Regions from separate parts of the Sus scrofa genome. Here region 2 is linked to region 1. A link is a contact called in public Hi-C data. All regions are on one chromosome and are shown on one strand. The core of a region is the stretch at or near the end of the contact, and the rest is flanking DNA. Distances in the headings are between cores, read along the strand shown.

Region 1 (2,700 bases), core at 184-2,683:
GGCTCCTTTTTTTAATTTCATTTTTTAATTCAATTTTTTAAATTTAAAAACATTTATGCAATTTAAAAGGTTACTTTCCATTTCCAAGTGTTTACAAAATATTGACTGCATTCCCTGTGTCGTATAATAATACATCCTTGAGCTTCTCTTCCAAGCTGTCCTTGAGCTTCTTGTCACAAGATGATTGCTGCTGCTCCAGCCATTACATCCTCATAGAATGATATCTGGGAACAGAGAGCAGGAGGATGGGCAAGAGGACCCTCCTCATGTGTCTCTTCATCAGGGAACAACATTTAAAAAAAATTTTTTTTTTGCTTTTTAGGGCTGCACCTGTGGCATATGGAAGTTCCCAAGCTGAGGGGGGGGGTGGAATCAGAGTACAGCTGCCAGCCTACACCACAGCCACAGCAACACTGGATCCTTAACCCACTGGGTGAGGCCAGGGATGGAACCTGCATCCTCATGGATCCTAGTCTAGTTCTTTAACTGCTGAGCCTCGAAGGGAACTCTCAGGGAATAAGAAGCCCTCCCTCAGCTACCTCCGTGCTTTCCCTTGAATGTCATTAGCCGGAATTGGGTCACTTGACTCCCCAAACTGTAAAGGAGGCTGGCGAAGTGAGTATTTGGTATTTGGAATCTCTCTGATAGGAAACATGCTTTGCCAATAGGGAATTAAGGGGGAGGTGTATCTATGTAGCTTGGGAAGCAATGATATCTGCCACGTAACATATGGCCACACCGATCTCCAGATTTGTGGTATCAATTTCCTTTCACAGAAGCAGCGTGAATTTCCTTGTTCTGGTACCTCCTCACTGTCACTTGGAATTGTCAAACAGTTTTGCCTGTCTCTTTGTGGGCTTAATCTTTCCCTGATTACAAACACAACTGATCATTTTTTAAATGCATATATGGGTCCTTCTGATTTCTTCTGTGAAATGCCTCTTTGTCTTTTGCCTTTTTTTTTTTTGTATTAAATTGCCTCTCTTCTTTACACACTTAGGATTCTAACTTTTTTGTCAGTTGTGTGAATTACAAATATATTCTCCCAGTAGGTGGTTTGACTGTTTTCCTTTTCTTCTTCTTTTCTTTTTTTTTTTTTGGACTGCATCCATGGCATGTGAAAGTTCCAGGGCCAGGGATCAAACTGGAGCTACTGCAGTGACAGCAGGTTCTTAACCCCGCATGCCGCCGGGAAACTCCTTGGCTCTTGACTTTATTTAGTGGGTCCCTTGTTTTACTGAAGATTTTAATATGATCATATTTATCTTTTATGGTTGTGGCGTTTGTATCTTGAAATTAAGTGTTTTACCTATTTGGAATGTATCTTTGTGTGTGGTGTTAAGGTAGGAACCTAATTTCACTTTTTTTCCTACGGATGGATAGTCAGTTGTGTGAGTACTAATTATCAAATCATCTATCCTATATCAAGGGCTTTGTAGTGTCACTTCTGTAGCATATCAGGTTTACTAGTTCATTTCTGGGCTCTAACCTGGTTTATGGTCTGTTTATACCATTTCCACATTGTCTAAATAACTGATGTCCTAACACCCAATAATGTGTCTCTACTTCCTGTTATATCAGTTTACTTTTTTAAAACATCTATGTAAACAGAGTCATAGACTATGTGCTCTTTTTGTCTTTGGCCTCTTTCATGGTTTTGGCAGGATGTTTTTGTAATTCACCCACGTTTTTGTGTATGTTAATAGTTTCTTCCCTGGGAGTTCCCACTGTGGCTCAGCGGTAATGAACCTGACTAGTATCCATGAGGATGCAGGTTCAATCCCTGGCCTTACTCAGTGGGTTAAGGATCCAGCACTGCCACGAGCTGTGGTATAGGTCGCAGATGTGGCTCGGATCCTGTGGTGCTGTTGCTGTGGCTGTGGCATAGGTTGGCAGCTGCAGCTCCAGCTCAACCCCTAGCCTGGGAATTTCCATATGCTTCAGGTGTAGCCCTAAAAAGATGAAAAAAAAAAAGTAGTTTCTTCCTTTTTATTGCTGAGTAGTAGTCCATAGTGTGTATATATCCCAATTTGTCCATCCATTTGTTTTGCATTCACTTTTTTTTTTGTATTCATTTTTTGAACATTATGAGTAAATAAATCCTCTACGGAGTTTAATATATAAGTTACTGTGTGGACATGTGGTTTCGTTTTTCTTGGGTAAATGTCTAGAAGCTGAGCCATGTGGTTTGGCTATTTAAGAAACTGGTAAACTGTTTTACAAGGTAATTGTATGGTTTTGATGTTCACCATTGGCGTATGAATATTCTAGGTGTTACGCATCCTTATTAAACTTCTTACTGTCAGGCTTTTACATGTTAGCCCTTCTGGTGGGTTTGCAGTTGTGTGGTAATGATGGTTTTGAATTGCTTTTCCCTCGTGACTAATAATGTTGAACATTGTCTCATGGTCTTATTGAAGTATGTAGTCAAATCTTTTGCCAATCTGCAGAAAAAATTAGGTAAGTTTTTGTTCTCACTGAGTTGTAGGCGGTTTATGTATTCTGCAGAAAAGTCCTTGGTCAGATGTATCCTGAAACTTCTTTCACTTGGTGACTCGCCTTTTCATGTTCTTTTAAAGTGCAAAGTTTGTCTAGATCACCAAGCTTTTCAGTGGTTTTGTTTTTTGGTTTTTGGGGTTTTTAAAAATACTTTTTAAGGCTGCACCCACGGCATGTGGCAGCTCCCAGGCTAGGGGTCTA
Region 2 (2,700 bases), core at 157-2,656, about 21 Mb after region 1:
TTCTCAACTCTTTTTGTTTCGTTTTGTTTTGTTTTTGTCTTTTTCTAGGGCTGCACCCATGGCATATGGAGTTTCCCAGGCTAGGGGTCTAATCGGAGCCGTAGCCTCCGGCCTAAGCCACAGCCACAGCAACACAGGATCCGAGCTGCGTCTGCGACCTACACCACAGCTCACGGCAACGCCAGATCCTTGACAGAGTGAGCGAGGCCAGGGATCGAACCAGCAACCTCATGGTTCCTAGTCAGATTCATTAATCCCTGAGCCATGACAGGAACTCCTGCCTTCTCAACTCTTTAAGTCTAGTCTGTTATTTTCTTTATTTTCTCTATAAAATTGCTATGGACTCTGTCAAGTCTCATATTTACTTTTCTTGTTATTAGGAAATTTCCATGCGCTATCAAGCGCCTCAAAGCTGCAGAAAAAGCGAAGGGATGTGGATAATCTATAAACTGGAATCTCATTCCTAGAATAAAGACGAGAAGCTTGTAAACCTATTTTCAGCCTAATGAACAGAAAATAAATAGAAGCATCCAAAGAAAATGAAGGCAATCAAGAAATAACATTAAGGAGGGAAGCAAAAGGCTTAAGGGCAAAAAAAATTCACAGGATGCTGCTATGTGGGTGCTGGAGAAACAATGCTGCTTACTGGGAAACATCAAGGATGAAAAACAAGGATGGAGAGATGATTCAGACGCAGCATGTGAGGGCTGCCAGGGGCTGGCGGCCTGGATGGGAGGACAAGGGTCTGAGATCAGCAAGGAAGTGACGGGAGCTCTGCTGCTTAAGCGATTAGTCAGAAGGCTGAAGGAAGCGCACCAGGCTCCCTCCCGTCTCCCGCCCTCCAGGGCCAGGCCATTACCAGACTCTCCTTCCCAACAGAGGCAATGGTTTTTCTTAAATACTAGACAGACCGGAAAGATGGGGAGAATCTCTCCCTCCGCACTGCACCCCAGGCATCGGGGAGGACGTCAGAGGAGACGTCAGGAAGCTGAGCACGTGCACAGAAAAAACCAGCAGCCAGGGGACCAGATTCTCCTCAGCCCCGCCAGGGTCACCTCACCAAATCCCTCAGCATCTCGGCCATCAGCATCCAAGTGCCAGGCGGACGGGATGACCTCTCGGAGGCAAGTCCCCGTCACTAGCTGCCTTCCGGGGTTACCCTGTTCTCCCACTCACCCCCCATGGGCGGCGGCGAGCGCTCCAGTGTGCTTCCAACCCCGAGAGAGGGACAGAACCAGGAAGACACGGAATGTCCTTAAGCCTCGACAGCCTCTTAGAACTAGAAATCCCAGATATAAGCAAAACGACTGGGGCCAGCAAAAATGACCTCTGCCACTTACTGAGCTGTTACCATGTGCCAGGCACTGTTCAAAGCACACCACCTACACTGGCTCACTGAATCCTCACAACAACCCTGTTAGGAAGGTAGGTGAAGTCCCTGGTCCAGGGGACACAACTTGTGGTGAAGCTGGCTCTAGAAGCTGAGCTCCAGAGCCTGAGCTCCGCTTAGTCACTACACATGTAGCACTTAAATGTCCCACCTAATGACAGGGCACTGCTTTGCTCTCTGTCTGAAATTCTATCAACTTACAATAACAATGCACATCACAGAATGCCACCAGCTTCCCTGGAGAAAAGGAGATGACACGTGTGGAGAAAGGATCTGGCAAACACACAGCTGGAGTGAAACCATGCCCTGTACAGACATGGCACCTGGATGCCAGACCCTTTCTTCCCGAGTGTGGGCCCCAAGTCTCTCTCCAAAGAGCAGCTTTCCAGGGACTAGAGGCAACAGGGACCCACCCAGTGAACTCACTCAGGGGAGTCTGTGAGGCCCAGAGTGCTGAATGGAGGACTCAAGTCATACAGGTCCTTGCCAAATGGGCCAGGGCTAGAACCTGAGCCCCCCAAATGCCAGTTTCACATCCTTCAGTCCTTTACAAACGAGATTCATGTTTTATCTCTTACTTTATTTCACACCTTTTAATATGGAAACTTTCAAACACATAACAAAGCAGAAAAAAATGAATGAATCCCCATACACCCAGGACCCAGCTTCAACAACTACCAACTCACCCAATCTAGTTTGCTCTCCATACCCACCTACTTCCCCTCCACCACCTCCGCCAACTCCAGGGTGTTTGGAGGTAAACTCCAGGCATCACCTCCTTCCATCCACAGATATTTCAGTACATTGTCTCTTATCATTAATGATACTCTAAAGCATAAGCTCACTGACATTATCATTTCTATAAAAACTAATCATCATTTTTGTTTTCTTTTTCGGCCGCCCCATAGCATATGGAGTTCCCAGGGCAGGGATCAGATCTGAGACGGAGTTGTGACTTACGCCGCAGCTGTGCCACAGGACCCTTGAGCCCACTGTGCTGGACTGGGGATCAAACCTCTGTCCTGGTGCTGCAGGGACGCCTCCGATCCCGCGGTGCCACAGCAACACTCCCATAATTTCTTAGCATCAGTTCTCTCATCAGTGCTCAAACTCCCCCAATTGTCTTTTTTTTTTTTTTTTTTTAACAGTCTGTTTGAATCAGAATCTATCTATAGTGTCTACACTGCAACTGGTTGATATATTTTCTAAGTCTCTTTTAACCTCTAGGTTGGCTCTTCATCTCTGTCTCTCTTTTCTCTAACAATATATTCACGGAAGAAGCCAGGTCAGTGGTCCTGTAGGGTTTCCCA

What was found. A called contact is a pair of places that touch in the nucleus more often than the background predicts.
Region 2: a Hi-C map of omental adipose tissue shows a contact between it and region 1, with 7 times the contacts expected there. The contact joins two enhancer-like sites. A contact is called at or near these places in 4 of 47 Hi-C or Micro-C datasets (mesenteric adipose tissue, omental adipose tissue, retroperitoneal adipose tissue and 1 more).

Annotation. Positions count from the first base shown.
Region 1 is chr8:11,101,403-11,104,102 of Sscrofa11.1, forward strand. The region is part of intron 1 of CD38 (CD38 molecule); the gene reads left to right. Among named protein-coding and RNA genes, the nearest start is that of CD38, 19 kb to the left of the region's middle. Within about 2 kb of position 1,434, at least 2 of the 83 cell types and tissues checked have an H3K27ac peak or open chromatin away from gene starts, as enhancers often do. A contact at or near this core is called in omental adipose tissue, where this site is marked.
Region 2 is chr8:32,248,670-32,251,369 of Sscrofa11.1, forward strand. All of the region lies in intron 1 of APBB2 (amyloid beta A4 precursor protein-binding family B member 2), which reads right to left. Among named protein-coding and RNA genes, the nearest start is that of APBB2, 52 kb to the right of the region's middle. Within about 2 kb of position 1,407, at least 28 of the 83 cell types and tissues checked have an H3K27ac peak or open chromatin away from gene starts, as enhancers often do. A contact at or near this core is called in omental adipose tissue, where this site is marked.